Linked DNA regions of Mus musculus: regions 2, 3 and 4 are each linked to region 1. Evidence: chromatin contacts called from public promoter capture Hi-C data. All regions are on one chromosome and are shown on one strand. Each heading gives the region's core, a stretch centred on a gene start, on an enhancer-like site or on the middle of the called end of the contact. The rest is flanking DNA. Distances are from core to core; before and after follow the strand shown.

The links. Promoter capture Hi-C pulls out the DNA fragments that hold promoters and counts their contacts.
Region 2: a contact with region 1 is called in a promoter capture Hi-C map of hippocampal neurons, with 24 times the contacts expected there. The contact joins the enhancer-like site here to the promoter of Dlx5 in region 1. A contact is called at or near these places in 24 of 39 promoter capture datasets (the 3T3-L1 cell line, 3T3-L1-derived adipocytes, the C10 cell line and 14 more), 5 of 15 datasets of contacts at CTCF or cohesin (the NIH/3T3 cell line, embryonic stem cells, hippocampal excitatory neurons and 2 more), 89 of 484 Hi-C or Micro-C datasets (the AtT-20 cell line, the C2C12 cell line, DN3 thymocytes and 41 more), 20 of 115 datasets of contacts at active chromatin or transcription factors (SST interneurons, acute myeloid leukemia, astrocytes and 12 more) and 1 of 9 other capture datasets (embryonic stem cells).
Region 3: a promoter capture Hi-C map of second pharyngeal arch cranial neural crest shows a contact between it and region 1. The contact joins the enhancer-like site here to the promoter of Dlx5 in region 1. A contact is called at or near these places in 7 of 39 promoter capture datasets (the 3T3-L1 cell line, cranial neural crest, embryonic stem cells and 4 more), 1 of 15 datasets of contacts at CTCF or cohesin (stem cell-derived epiblast-like cells), 2 of 484 Hi-C or Micro-C datasets (both in embryonic stem cells), 8 of 115 datasets of contacts at active chromatin or transcription factors (craniofacial prominence, embryonic forebrain, embryonic limb bud and 3 more) and 1 of 9 other capture datasets (embryonic stem cells).
Region 4: a contact with region 1 is called in a promoter capture Hi-C map of stem cell-derived epiblast-like cells, with 13 times the contacts expected there. The contact joins the enhancer-like site here to the promoter of Dlx5 in region 1. A contact is called at or near these places in 9 of 39 promoter capture datasets (cranial neural crest, embryonic stem cells, frontonasal cranial neural crest and 5 more), 5 of 484 Hi-C or Micro-C datasets (cerebellum, cortical neurons, embryonic stem cells and 1 more), 4 of 115 datasets of contacts at active chromatin or transcription factors (embryonic forebrain, embryonic hindbrain, embryonic limb bud and 1 more) and 1 of 9 other capture datasets (embryonic stem cells).

Annotation. Positions count from the first base shown.
Region 1 is chr6:6,880,691-6,884,336 of GRCm38.p6, forward strand. Dlx5 (distal-less homeobox 5) reads right to left here and starts at 1,378. Exons shown (of 3, transcript NM_010056.3): 1 at 842-1,378. The coding sequence starts at 1,196.
Region 2 is chr6:5,853,805-5,857,523 of GRCm38.p6, forward strand. All of the region lies in intron 6 of Dync1i1 (dynein cytoplasmic 1 intermediate chain 1), which reads left to right. Among named protein-coding and RNA genes, the nearest start is that of Gm34527, 36 kb to the left of the region's middle. Within about 2 kb of position 1,932, at least 4 of the 459 cell types and tissues checked have an H3K27ac peak or open chromatin away from gene starts, as enhancers often do. A contact at or near this core is called in cerebellar granule neurons and hippocampal neurons, where this site is marked.
Region 3 is chr6:5,827,642-5,831,248 of GRCm38.p6, forward strand. The region is part of intron 6 of Dync1i1 (dynein cytoplasmic 1 intermediate chain 1); the gene reads left to right. Among named protein-coding and RNA genes, the nearest start is that of Gm34527, 9.6 kb to the left of the region's middle. Within about 2 kb of position 1,905, at least 15 of the 459 cell types and tissues checked have an H3K27ac peak or open chromatin away from gene starts, as enhancers often do. A contact at or near this core is called in embryonic limb bud and second pharyngeal arch cranial neural crest, where this site is marked.
Region 4 is chr6:5,806,284-5,809,900 of GRCm38.p6, forward strand. All of the region lies in intron 6 of Dync1i1 (dynein cytoplasmic 1 intermediate chain 1), which reads left to right. It overlaps Gm34527 (a long non-coding RNA gene), which reads right to left. Exons shown (of 4, transcript XR_377319.4): 3 at 3,316-3,402; 4 at 145-1,930. Among named protein-coding and RNA genes, the nearest start is that of Gm34527, 12 kb to the right of the region's middle. Within about 2 kb of position 1,833, at least 9 of the 459 cell types and tissues checked have an H3K27ac peak or open chromatin away from gene starts, as enhancers often do. A contact at or near this core is called in embryonic limb bud, where this site is marked.

The sequences.
Region 1 (3,646 bases), core at 128-2,627:
TAGCAGCCTTATTAATGTGTCGGTGAGGGGAGATCAAAATCGACTAGTAAAATTTCTCCACTGAGACTTCACGCCTCTCATTTACCGCCCAAGCTCTCTACCCCACTGTAACGCTCTAAGGAAGTTTCACAGTGGACGGAAAGGGGAGTCTGTGGGGAAGAAGGAAGGCAGACAAATTCTAGGCACTTACGGAGAGAGCACTCGATGGAGTGTGTGTGTGTGTGTGGGGGGGGGTCCCTCTAACAGAGTGAACTCTCGGCAATCCTCCGCTATTTTAAATGACTTTTTGTATTTGGAAATACCTTGGATAAACCGCAAAGTTCCCTGTTCGCTTTTCTGTCAGGCTGCAGCCCTCCGGCCCCCAGGTCACCCGGTGTGCTGCCCGCACCCTCCATGAGAGGCCTCGGGGCGCTTCGCTGGCTAATCCAGACTAGATCTCACCAACTCAGCACGCTCACCCAGAATTCCAACTAACTTTCCTTTTATTACGCAAACACCACTAGGGCTGCTTGATTTCACCCACCCCCCGCCCCCCAAATCCCTTAGCCTCTTTGCAGCCAAGCTGGCTTTCTGGCTAGGCCAGCTAGGAATCCAGCTAAGGAGGGATCCTCGAGCAGCGCCAGAGGCAAAACACCCGATTAAACCTCTTCAAAAGTCCTCCACTGCCCCCCCCCCCATGCCGGTGTGAGGTGCTGTCCTGTTTGCAGTCCCAGGCCCCCACTCGCTTCTGCGAAGCACCCTTCTATGGGTGCGGACAGCGTGGCCCTCATCTACCACCCAACTTGGCGCCCGCGGGGTTACGGATGCCCTGGGTACCTGCCTCCCGCCCCCGCGCGCCTACCTGGCTGGCTGGTGGCACTCGGGACGCGGTTGTAGGCGCCGCCGTACTGGTGGTAGGGGCTGGCGTAGCCGTAGTCGGCATAAGCCTTGGCCGGGTAGCCGGCTGCGGAGCCGTTCACGCCGTGGTACTGGTACTGGTAGGGGTTGAGCGCTTTGCCATAAGAAGCAGAGGTAGGAGAGCAGTAGCCGTGCGGGGCGGCCCCCGCGGGACTGTAGTAGTCAGAATCGGTGGCCGAGGACTCGGGCAAAGTTGGCGATTCCTGAGACGGGTGGTGCATGGCGGCGGACGTCGGGAACGGAGCTTGGAAGTCGCCGGATCGGATGCTTGGGACTCTTCTGTCAAACACTCCTGTCATAGCTCCCGGGCGGTGGCTGTTCTTCTACTGCGGCGGCCGCTGCTGCCTGAATTGGCTGTGGAGCTGCTCTGGTCTAAGCAGACATGGCTGTGGGAGCGAGGGAGGAGGAGGAAGAGGAGGAGGCGGCGGCGGCGGCGGGGAGGAGGAGGAGGAGGAGGCTGGGAGTCGTGGAGGCTCTGTCTCCCGCAGGCTGACTGCTGGCTGAGGCGCAGCACAGCCTTGGTTAAATCCTTAATTGCGCGCTTACGCACAGCGGGGTGGATCGGGTTCCATTGGCCAGGGCTTCGGGAGCAGAGCAACACCCTAACTCGTCCAACTAGTTTTAGCACAACAAAGCATTGCTTAAAGAGAGAGAGAGAGAGAGAGAGAGAGAGAGAGAGAGAGAGAGAGAGAGAGAGAGAGAGAGAGAGGCGTACAAGGAGAGAGAGAGTGTGTGTGTGTGTGTGTGTGTGTGTGTGTGTGTGAGAGAGAGAGAGAGAGAGAGAGAGAGAGAGAGAGAGAGAGAGAGAGAGAGAGAATATGAGTTGTTCCCTGTTGGGGGAGGGAGGGTCTCAGTCGATCTCTTTTTAGTGAATAGCTTCGACAAACCAAGCAGTCCCAGGGCCTAGCTCCGTGCTGTTTGAAGACAACGTGTTCCAATCAGCAATCTCAAAAGTACAGTTTAGAGGATGCGGTTCTTGATGCTCTTTTCTTGCTCCACACCTACCAGTCCTCTCCCCCCTCCTCCGACGGAGACTGTAGGAGAGAGCACCGCTGTGGGACTGTGTGCAGAGGAGGAGCAGTGTTAGATGGCAGTGAGAACAAATGGAGAACAGCATTGTCTTAGTGGGATGATGGGAAGCAAGTTGCAACTAATTTATGTTGAAAATTTGTAAACTGGAAAACAGTTGGACACGCAGCAAGCGCTTTTGCAGAAGCCCCTGTTTCTCAGGACTCCACAGAGATGTCCAAGAATCTAGACGTCCCCAGTGGCAACTGAAGTCTTTACAGGGACTGCTGAAAATCAATGTCTTTCATTCCTGAATACCTTGCCACTGCCTGAACTCTCTTAGTTGGCTTTCCCAGAGAGCTGAGCAGCCTTTTGGTTTTTTGCTCAATATCCTCGACTACTTGGAAGCTTCTAGAATGGCTCTTGTCTCAGTTCAGGAGCCAGATTCCTGCAAACGTGAATTGATTTGGGTGTGTGACCTATAGTGTGCCTCCAGACCAAATGGAGTATGAAGACCGAAAAGTAGGCAAGGAACCAAGTCCGCTTGGGAGATGGGGTTTCGATCATGGACGACCCTCTCCTGGTTCCATTACCTACATCCACTCCAATCCCCCTCTCAATTCTTGAGTTTGGGTTCTGTAGCATCCCCCATTATTTCCTGCCTACTGAGCATCTTCGTTTATGTACAAAGGGAGCAGGGTTCAAGACTCATACACTGGCCACAGACCACCAGAAGAAGTTTATTTTGTCAACATGGGCTTTTCCTCTAGTTATGATTGAGTGAGGCCTTAGGAATGTGTTCTGATCCTCACTCAATGCTGTGTCTACTCCCCTCAAAAATGAGTTGTATCCTATTTTGGGCCTCCTTTTGGCCAGGAACCTGGGAGTGTCATTGAATGTTCAGGGTGGAATCTTCTGGTTCCTCTTCTGGTTCCCCTTTTGCCAGGGGAAGAAGTGAAAATCTGCCTGAGTTTTGTCTGAGGTTACTTTGTTCTTGTTTTGGCAACCAAGGACTCCAAGCCTCTGTCAGAGAGCTGGAAGCAGGAGGTCAGTCCCTCTCTGGAATCTGGAGCTGCAACTGGAAGCAGCAACACGTGCCTCAGGTGCACATGGGCCCCATAAACCCAGGCTACTGTTGCTTTTCCTTGGCTGTACAACTTCAGCTTTTGTCAACAACGAGAGGGAGCTAGCATGCAGCAGGGCCACCCCTTTCTTCATCTGGAGTCCCTACTTGCAGCCTTGGTGTCTCTAGATTTCCCTTCTGACACAGATGTGTGGGTTTAACAAATGTTTGCTGTTCCTTGACACTGATCCCTTGCCTTTGATTTTCATGTGGCTGTCCAGGCTCTAGATTTGCACTGAGTGTCTTCAAGGAGGCAAACGTACTGCTGACCTTACTGGATTATGATTGCGGTCTGCTCTAAAGATGCTCACCTAATCCATGGGGCCTTACAAATCAATGCCTTGAGCTGGTCAAAGTGTTCAGAGGTTATAAAAAAAAAAAGTGCAGAGAGATGGGTGATCCCATCACAGGCCCCAATTTTATTTACTATAAATTTAAATGTAATAACCAGGAGGAAAAAGGTCAGCATGGTCATTATCGCCAGAAGGAGTCTAATAGTTCTCTTAAACCTTGGTGAGAAGGCAGCTTCCCATGACCCTGATACTGGAAACTGCAGATATACTTCATGTTATATTGGTAAGATAATTCTACATCTTGCTAGCATTTACTCGCTGCTTC
Region 2 (3,719 bases), core at 682-3,181, 1.0 Mb before region 1:
TGCTTGAGATAGTTACCCAAGAAGGTTGCTGCAGTAGAATAAGCCTGGCAGGTCCTAACTGCTTTAGCTTCCTGTCTCGCCATGCCATCATTCTCTCTTGCTTCTGTGTAATAACTCTTGCCTAAAAATTTCCATTGGAGCCAGGCTGGTGTGAACTTTTAAATAACCCTAACAATTAGCCAAATAAAGCTCTTTGTTTTGTAAAGTTACCCAGCCACGGGCCTTGTGTTACAGGAGGAGAAAATGAACTGATACAAATCCAGAGAAGCCTCACAGAGGCAGTGCCTGTGTGTGTTGTACGCTTCTTCTGGGGGTCAAGGCTGCTGACCAGAGGTGATGGGAGAGATGAATGCACAGGAGGGGCAATATTCCCCACACCTGCGTGACAGAGATCAGGCTCATAAGAGAATCTGAGGCCCAAGCTTCTATTTAAGGTCTGGCTGAAGTGGCAAGGAAAATAGCAAAGAGCCTGAGCGTGCATCAGAGTCACCTGGAGAGCTCCCTCAGTTCCGACTGCTGAGACCCATCCTTCACAGGAGGCCTGAGAAAATGGGCACATAGTAGGTTTCAGGACAACACTTTGTAGGGACACTATTTGGAGAGCCACAGTGCCAAAAGGTCTACACGGCCAAGAAGATGAACAAGGAGAAAAGGTGCGGCTTGTGTTTCAAGCTCACATCAACTAGTTACACACGGCTGATGAGAGCACTCTGGAGACTAGCAAGGGCGCTCCTTGTTCTGATCTGCATTTGAGATGTCCCCACCCAGGCTCATAGCCAAGCTTGTTCTCCATCTGGCGGAGCAACTTTGGAAGGACTTAGAACCTTCAGGAAGTGCAGCCTCCCTGGCAGAAATGTGTCACCAGCAAAGAACCCTTGATGGCTATATCCGGGCTCCTAGTTCCTTCTTCTCTCCACTGCCTGTTCCAATGTGATGGGAACAACCCCTGCCACCTGCTCCTGCCAGGAATCAAGCTGCTCCGCTGTGGCTTTCCTGTCACAAGGGACTGAAACACTGTGAATCGTGAATACAGAGTCTTTCATCCCTTCTATTATTTCTGTCTACCATTTCTGCCATGTCAGGGGAAAGATAAGTAGCAAAGCCCATGACTCTGGGGCTGGGCAATCCGTGAAGATGTCATCCAAACTGTTCTAAGGTCTCCACTCATCAGATGAGGGCTAGAGAGATGGCTCCGCAGTTAGGAGTACTGGCTGCTCTTCCAGAGGTCCTGAGTTCAATTCCCAGCAACCACATGGTGGCTCACAACCATCTGTAATGGGACCTGCTGCCCTCTTCTGGTGTGCCAGGGACAGCTACAGTGTACTCATATACATGAAATAAGTAAAACTCAAAACAAACAAAAACCTGCACATCACAACCAATATCCATCCATGGAGCAGCAGCCGAGAAACTCGAATCCTCACTTGAATCGTGCATGTGCCCTACTTGTAAGCCTTTCAGCTTTGACCTGTTCTGTGGCCAGAACTATATACAGATATCCCACAGTATCCTGGGAAATTGGTTTCAGAACTGGCTCTCCCCCCCACCCCGCCCCCTTGGACACTTAGGTCTGGGCATGCAGAAGTTCCCTACAGAAAAAATGGTGTAGTGTCTGGATGCTACCTGTGTACACCCTACCACACTCTTTAAATTGTGTAGGTAACTCACAACATTGAACACAACACAGATGTTCTATATTATCTGTGAATCTTTGGGATAGAGATTAGCTTTGAAATTATGTTCTGTCTATAGTCTATTAGATGCCCCAATATAGAACTCCGAAATATCAGGGTTCCTTTGTGACTCGATGTTAGCCCCAGCCTGCTTTGCATTTGTCAGATGAGCTAGACAGCAGGCAGAAGCACTAATCTGTCACTCCCGGAGAAAAACAACCCAAGCTCGCTGCCTCTCATGGCCGTGTGCTTATGCTCATTTCCTCTGCTCTGGGAAGCCTGGAGTCCTTCCCTTGGCAGGACGGGCCTGGCTGCTATCCCTACACATCCCCTACTGTTTCCATAGAAAGAATTTCCCAACCTTCTTGTGTATTCTTTTCTATTTTGGTTGTTTTCATAAGATGCTTGTAATGATTTTGTGGGTTGCAGATTAAGAAAAGGAAATTTTTGAAATAGGACGTTCAAAGGACATGCCTTACCCATATTAGGTCAGCTGTGCCATTCCTATGTGTGGATAGAACATTTTCACCCCTTAATAAGATTAGTAACTGAAGATGATATTAGTCACAATATGAAATAATGTTCCCTTTTAAATGTGATGATCGTTCTGATTTATTTCCCCATCTGCGAGATGAGAATGATAATTACCCCTTTGAAAATATCATATGGTCAAATTAGTTAATGTTGGACAAGCATTTCAGAATGAAGATACCTAATAATTTATTAGTGGCTCCGCTGGCATGCAATTTGAGAATGAAGTCTGCCTTTGAGGAATTGGCGCTTGTGTTAATTCATGTTTTCCTTAAATTCCATGGAGCTCACGAATGTACTCTCTCTCTGGGTGCCAGCCATACCCAACTGTGGCACATGGCCTTGTAGCCTTTGCCCAGCTGTGGCACATGGCGTTGCAGCCTCTGCCTGGAGAAGACATGTCTGAGAGGGCAACAGTCTGGCAGTCAGGATCTGAAGTAGAGACTGAGCAGATAAGCCACTCACATACTTCTTAATTTACTGCTTTCCTTTTGATTAAAAGACTTTTGTTTTTCATTTGTGAGGAAAGGAGAAATCTCACAGCACCTCATTTTCTGCTGTGTCCCTCGAGAGCCCTAGACCCATTCATGACCTTGGACAGAACAATCCTATGTCTCAAATGAGACAGGAAACATGAACGCTCATCTTCATTTACTCCCTTCAGTGCTAGCTTGATAGCAGAGCACTTCCTAATTCAGAAAGCAGTATTTTCTCTATTCACAAAGGAATCTGTGGAGAATAAACATTTAATTTCCAATACATAGTGATGGCTGTCCCTCACTAAATTCTGTATTCTGGAAGCTCCAGCTGGTCTCTATACATCAAGTCCGAAAAAGGCTGTGGCTGGCAAAAATTCATATACCTGTGTAGAGGAAATGTTGGTATTTGACCATGTGTCTCTCTGGTCCTTCACTTTCCTTATTAACATATATTTTCTAGACCCCAGGTAGGGTGTTATATTTCTATACATCTCTACAAAACAGTATGAAGCAAGGTAAGAGAAGTTATCAAATATTCAATGTGGGTTTCTTTCCATGGCTCTATGATAGATATCAGTCAAGGGAAAGTCACGGGTTCACAGAATGGAATACTTATTTGTCAAAAAATTAAAATCTAAAGGTTTTACTTTTTACTCTGTAAATTTATGTATGCAGCTTCCTACACCAGCAATGTCAGAATAGTCCCCTTGACCAGTTTTCCTTTAGTAGCTCTTCAGCTTTCGTGTGTCATGCCAATAAAAAGACTCTGCACTGCCGAGGCGTGCTAAGGAGGCACAGAGAAAGAGGGGAATCGGGGATGCAAGAGAGAGTGTGGAGGGTGGGCACACAGCGAAGCCGGGTAGATATATGTGTGCAAATGTGTATACAAGCAATACACACCATGATAACAACAGTTAGGGCACAGGACGGGTTCCTGTGCAGCTCACAGGCAGAGGAAATAAAGTGCCTGGCAGCTCACTCACTCAGTAACAGGAAAGGTGGGCGGCAGGGGACTGGACTCCCCAACAGGAAGAGA
Region 3 (3,607 bases), core at 655-3,154, 1.1 Mb before region 1:
CATAGTTTCCCACAGAGCCCTTCAAATTCAGTGCTCCATTTGGTACTTCCAGCAACCTTATAAATCAAGACTGAGTTTTCTTATGGTCAGAGAAAAGGGCTGACAAAGGTAGACTAAGAATGTGGCCCAAGGCTATACAGAAACTAGCTACCATTCAGAGATGGCTTCACTTGGTTCTGTGTGACTTGGATAGTCCCATATACTTTCTATTGAAACATGCTCACTGTCAATTTAGGAAGGGTGACCGGGGTGGTGGTGGTGGTGGTGCACGCCTTTAATCTCAGCACTTGAGAGTCAGAGGGAGGTGGATCTCTGAGTTTGAGGCCAGCCTTGTCTACAGAGCCAGTTCCAGGAAAGCCAGAGCTAACCTTGTCTCAAAAACAAAGCAAGGAAACAAACAAAACAAAACAAAAAGTCGGTAAAGGCCAGAGTGATATCAGGTACTTACTTCATCATCCTGCTGTGTGTGGCAAACATTGCTAGTAGTGATGACACACTAGCCCTGTCTCCCAGGAGCCTTGAGCACCAATCCCGTATTGTTCTCGGACATTCTGTTTCTGTTATACTAACCCTCTTAACCAAAGTTACCAGACTGAATTTATACAGAATCCAAGCAAAGGGTTTCTTTTTAAATTTTTAAAATCCGACATATGTCTAATAAGAGTAAGTAAACACTGGCAGACTTACTAACTACATTGTCACCACATACAGGATGGCTGGGAATTAATATCAATTATCCTCATAAATACATGTATGATGCCATCGTCTATAACTTCTGAAACCAACAGAAAATGTATCTCTAAGTTACTCAAAAAAAGTTGATAAATTTGGAATTTATCATTTGCAAAGTAATACACCAGTGCCTGCGGAGATTTAGGATAAGGGGCAAGGCTTTAATTGTGTGAGGAAAGGGAAACTTTGAGTTATAACCTTTGCCCCAGGCCGTTTATGAGCACACGGTCATTAACGTGTGTCCCCAGGTTCCTGAGCAGGAAGCAGGTAAAGTAACAAACGAAGTTCTGAGTCCCTTTGAACTTTATAGAAAGGCAGTTTATAAATCCCGGGCAAGCGGGTTTGTGTTATAATTCGTCCAGAGTGACTCAACTTAAAACTCTTGTCAAAGGGAAGGCCCGTACCACATACCGTGTACAGCCAGCCCCTCTCCCTCCTCAAGTAGCGCAGGCCTGCTCTCGACTGCCTTGTGCTCTGCCAGCAAGGTTTCTTTTAGATCCCCTTTCCAGCACACCCAGATTAAATGCATGAAAATCTCCACCACCAGGAAAAGACGCCTCTCTCACAGGAGGCCGAGGGCAAGAAGGAGAGCTCTAGCCTTTGCTGTGAGGTGGAATGAATGAGCTATCACCTCCGGTGTTGATTAGACAAGCTTTTCGTCCCCATCCACCATGAATGGAATGGCTGTGCTTCAGCTGTATCACAGTTGATCTACCTTCTGGGCAAAGGACGGCTTTCTTTTTCTTTTTTTTTTTTTTTTTTTTTTTTGCATTCCGAACCTTTATAGTCGAGTTGATGATTTTTAGTTACATATATAGTAATGATACGCTTTCAGTGCTGTGTCATTTTCTTTACCCTTGTAGAGAGATAACATGCAATTATGGAGTGATGTCAGCCTATAACATTTTGGTGTAAAACTTTGGTCACACCAAAATACCAGGCTCCTTAACAAAGCTGGCAGACGCGTCTTTTGGCAGCAGCTGCTCGCCGTGTGATTTAAAACTTCCTGTCACTATAATTGATGTGTTTTTATTCTTTCCATTTCCTGAAGCCTGATCAGAATTAAAATTGCTGTTGGAATTTCCTGTCAAAGCAACTCGTTTATTCGCTGAGCTCTGCACTTTGATTGGACATTGCCTTCAGCAAGAATCAGGTGGAGACTGCAGGAATTTACCCTCTCCACACAGGTTTGATGGCCAAGCACAGACATCTGCAAGTAGATGCAAGCTGTCCATCACCGGGAAACTTGTCCTAGTGAAAACGCCACATGCAAAATGTTAACGATTTGAATATCAAGCTTGACCACCTGCTGGGTGGCTCTGGGGTTCTTGTTCATTTAGGAGGTCCCACAGAGTTTCAAACTGATTGTCTCACGGCAGAATTTAGATCCCTGTCCCGGGTCTCCATTGTCAGAACTTAAGAGCCTCAGATCTCATCCTTGCTTAGATAACAAACTTCTTAAATTTTCCCGTGCCCACTTTCTTCTTTCCCATATGTGCCCCATATGCTTATACAGAAAACATCTCAGAGCAGCTGAGTGTCAAAGGGTGAGGGCCTCAGAAATGTGCAGTTGCCTTGATCCCTGTTTGCTCAACCAAGGAAGATGCAGGTTGGTTGTAACTAGAGGATGGTAGAAGGACCTAATTTCTATTTACTGTTACATTTTTACATTTATTTTTGTATCTGGAAAAAAGAATCCATAACATTCCTCCATTCATGAGAAAGAATCGTGATTTTCCTCAACTTGCCTGTGAGCACGGAGAAGGCGTCTAATCAGTTCTAGACTGCCAGTGTGTCATTCCTCAAATGGCTGCTTTCAAGTTGAACCCAGGAAGGACTTGGGGTTTGAAGAAGTCGCCTCTATCCAATGCTCGGGACACTGCGGATTGTCTTCGCGCACCACAGTGGAGATGCAGGGTGTAGGTGTCTTGATGGGGACCTGGCGTGGCTTTAAAAAGAAATGAGGAAAAATGCATCAAGCTTCCTTTGAAAGGAAACACAGAGACAAAAACAAACACGAACAAAACCAAAAGATCTTTACCATGGAACGCCATTCCTGGACTGTGGTGTGCCTTGGCTGCTGCGGTGCCAGAGGCTGTTTCTCTGCTTTGTTTTGCTTTCCATTTTCAATCCAATTCTGGTTTTTAGCTTGAGATTCTCTGAGAACCTTTGAAATATGGTGTTACACTTATGAAGTGTGAACTCTTGAGCCTGGGACCCTGCTTTAGTCACTGGTTACCCTACCACCTAAGACAGGGTTTTAAAAACTATATATGACTCGGTTCGTACTCATTATATAGTTGAAGAGACTCAAAAGAGACATCCAACATTCCAAAGATAGAAGAAAGGGACCACACTGCATCTGGAGCCAAAGGCCTAGCACATTAGCAACTTTGTTCTTTGTCATTTTTTTTAAACTTTATTTATCTTATATTCTCACTGAAGTGCCTTCCCAGTACCTCCCTCTACTTCCCCTCCCCCTCCCCCACCGGCTCCCCCCTTTCTCTTTAGAAAGGAGCCTCTTGGATGGCAACCAACCATGACATATCAAGTTGCAGTAAGACTAGGCACTACTCTTGTGTTAACCTAAACAAGACAACCTTGTATGAGGAACGGATCCCAAAGGCAAGCAACAGACTCAGAGACAGCTCCTGCTGCCACTGTTAGGAGTTTCACATGAAGACCAAGCTACACAACAGCAACATATGTGCAGAGGGCCCAGGTCAGTTCCATTCAGGCTCCCATGATGGAGGTTCAGTCTCTGTGAGCCCCTATGCACCCAGGTTGGAGCAACCTTGTTCTTAATGATACATGACAACTGTTTGTCCACTAGAATCACTAATTGAAAAGCCGTAAAGCAAACAAACAAGCAAAC
Region 4 (3,617 bases), core at 583-3,082, 1.1 Mb before region 1:
ATCCACATAGGACATTAATGGTTATCTTGGCCTCTGTGGTTTCCCGTTTTCCTTCCTTCTCTGAGTCAATGAGTGATAGTAGTTGAGATGGGAGGCTAGCCTACCAACAGATTAGTTATATCTTTTCTCGTACTCTTTGGCCTCATAAATATACTCTATGATTTTAAAATATTGCCCACTAAGGGCATTTTTCAGAGAATAAAGGGAAATAATTCTTTTGGATGTGATATTTGAAATCAAGCACTTCTCAAATGGAAGCCAATCCTGAAACACCTTGAAGTTACTTTGAAGAAAATAAAACCTGGTAGATAACCTTGACTTAAGTATGTTACGGGCTGCCAAGACCCCTGGGCTCTGCCTCTGAACTTATTACTTAAAAGAATAGCCAAGTGGTTGTTGATAAGCTGTAGGGGTGTCTGGGTGCATATTAAATGTTACTACTAAGATGAGATATCTTGCCAGTATCAATGTTCTTTAAGTGCAGATAGAGGGTAGAGTCCCTAGTCCTGTTGTTAATAGATGTAAGGATTGGTAAACCCTCCTAAAGTAGCAAATATTTTCCCCACTTTCTCTTTGTGCATGCCTTCCCTGAGTATTGACGGTACCATGTCCCCAGGTAAGATGCTCAAGGTCTGGTGTTAGGACCAGCTGACACAGGGTGCCAAAGATCAAACAGAAAACACAAACCATTCACTGTGAAGCAGGGCTCAGTACTCTAGGTAGATGGAGGATGCCCAAGCTTATACATTCCACTTCTCAGTTCCATTTGCTGTTATGTTCTGATTAGTATTATAACTTTCTTGCAAATCACCTGGTGACACTGATAACTTAGCAGCTTTTATCCAGGGACCCACAGAGTTTACAGTTTGTGTTTCTTTGGGGAAAACATTTCTATAAATATTTATGAGCCACAGAGGAAGTCCCTGGACCTACGCTTTGGGAAAAATGGAGTACTGAGCTTGTCACTCACTCTTCAAGCTATCCAGCACCATGAGAAGTAGACTTCCTCCTAGTGCCACGCACTCAACTCTGTAGCAGTGACAACACAATTCCTCCAAACCCTTCTTTCCAGTGGCTGCTTCATTAAAGATCTGCACAGAGGAACCACTACTCAACTGTTTGTTACTCCCAACATATCCCACGTGTGAACTCTGAGATTCCTCTTTAAAACCAGCAAGGACACAACCAGTTTCCCAGATAACACGATTCAGATGCCAGCCTTCAAAGTAATGTCCGAATCTGCGGTTGCCAGAATAGAAATGAAGTCTGCTTCATTTGAACAGAAAATAATCTTTGGCAGAAGATATGAGATACTTTACAGAATTGATATAAATGCTTGGGAATTTTGGTCAGAAATAGATATGAGACTAGGCAGCATCTGCAGTGGACTGAATAGTCGTGTGTCCTTAAAATTCAAATATTGAAGCCCTAAGTGACCAGGGCCTTTAGGGAAAAGGTGCCCGGTTAAGACATTATAAGTGGGTCTAATCTGATGAGATAAGTGACCTTATAAAAAGAAAGGACACAGTGCCCTTTCTCCATGCAATAGACAAGAGGACATTTGAGAATACAGTGAAGAAACAGTTATCTGATGCTAGCTGAAAGAGCCAGGTTAGAAGTCCCGATGTTCCTTGCACAGGATGTTCCCGTTTGTGCCCAGAATTCAAGCTCTGTAGTCACCGTCGCCTTGCAAGCTTCTAATTTCCCCTGTTCTTTTCCGGTGCTCTCTTGAAATTTGAAGAGCCATCTGGAAGCCTATTAGGTAGTCTTGAGTTACAAGCCCCAGTGTTAGCAGTGAGAGGCGATGCAGGGAAGGACCCCACACGCTGTCCTTGCCACATTCAGCTTCCACAATGTCTGGGCAGACTGCAACTCCACTTTGATCTACTGCAGAGCTCCTGTCCAAAACAGAGTAGTGGATGCTGGGTAGCTAAAAATATATACGGAAAAAAATAATCACTGTGGTGTAAGAAATGAAAAAGAGAGGTGACCAGCAAAATGGTATTTATGATGTGTGCAGAACTCTCCTATACATTATGAGACTAGAGTGTTGCTGTAGAATTTACTCACCTTATAAATCAAGAGTGCAGAGAGAACTTGGCTCCTTTATTTTGTCTGCAGCTGTCTACAATACTACTGGTTGTCAAGGAAACGGTATTAAATAAACAACCATAGTCCATTCTCTACTTTTAAACATTTTCTGTTAGTATGCTCCATTCGTCTTGGATAGAAACCTGTAGGCTCTCCTAAGGGTCCACTCCTATCCACTTTCCTCCATAATTCACAGCCGAATGCGGGGAGAGATGTGCGGTTTACATGATCATATAACCAACATGGATGTAGAGACAACGTAAAGGAGTCTGCCTTGGGCTGGTCCTTGGCTCACATCTGTTGTCCTTTATCCAATGACACTGGTACTCTGGACACCAGGACAAACTGGTACACAGGACATAACATGGAGCTAGTGAAAAGGCGTGGCTTGTCAGTGATTCTAGGGAGCGTTCACCATGGATTTCTTGATGACTTGGTCCCTTCCTGGCTTTCACTGTTTCCAGGCCTTGATTTGATGCCTTCTTTTCTACATAGCCCTTGACCCGATGTCTGCCTACTATGGTTATCAATCTTCCTAATGCTATAACCCTTTAATATAATTCCTCATATTGTGGTGACTCCCCAAACCAGAGAAATATTTTGTTGCTAGCTTACAACTTTAATTTTGCTATTGTTATGAATCGTAATATAAGTATCTGATATTCATGATATGTGATATGCAGCTCCCAAGAGTGTTGAGTCCCCGGGTTGAGAACTGTTATGGTTTGGGGTTTCAAGATGCAGCTTTTAAGAAGAGAGTTGAATTTTACTTTAGTATTCTATTTTCATTCTTCTATTTAAATTCTAGTCTCCTTACTGGCATCTGAGTACACTAAAAGACTCAAAATGAGAATGACTGCATTCAGACAAATGGAGAAACATACAAATAATTTTTAAACATAACTTCACTCTATATAAAAATGAAAAGAGTAAATAAATATATACATTAATTAATACATGTTAAATATATATATGTATATATATATGTATATATACATATGTATATGAAGAGAAAATAGGAGTAGTGAATATTACAGATGTTTACAGGTGATTTTTTTCCCCTGAAGAATAGCAGTTCATGTTCTGCTTGGCCCAAGAAGCCTGCAGTAGCCCCACTTCTAGTCTGACAACATGTCGTGTTCTGGCCATCCCACATACTTCCTTAAACCTCTGGAAATTGTAGAAGTAACATTTAGCAAATAAAAAATTTCCAAGAGAACTTACCAAGACTTGATAAGAGCAGTAAGGATCTGTGATCTGTCTCTCCGCCATCCTTGACTCCAGTCCTACTGCTCAGCTCTAAGGAAACTCCTGTCCATACAAAGCAAAGAACACACCCCGCCCTTACCCTCACTGGAGGCTGATGATGATGCTCTCACCCCTGAGAGCAATGGGGTGTTGACATTTCTCATTCTCCCTTCCCTAATGTGGAAAAGGCTATGTTCCAGGTAAGTATGGCTGTCAGGTGGAAGCACTTTTCTGCAGCTCTGCCCGGACAGGAGGGATGGAGGCCTTACCTTGGCTTC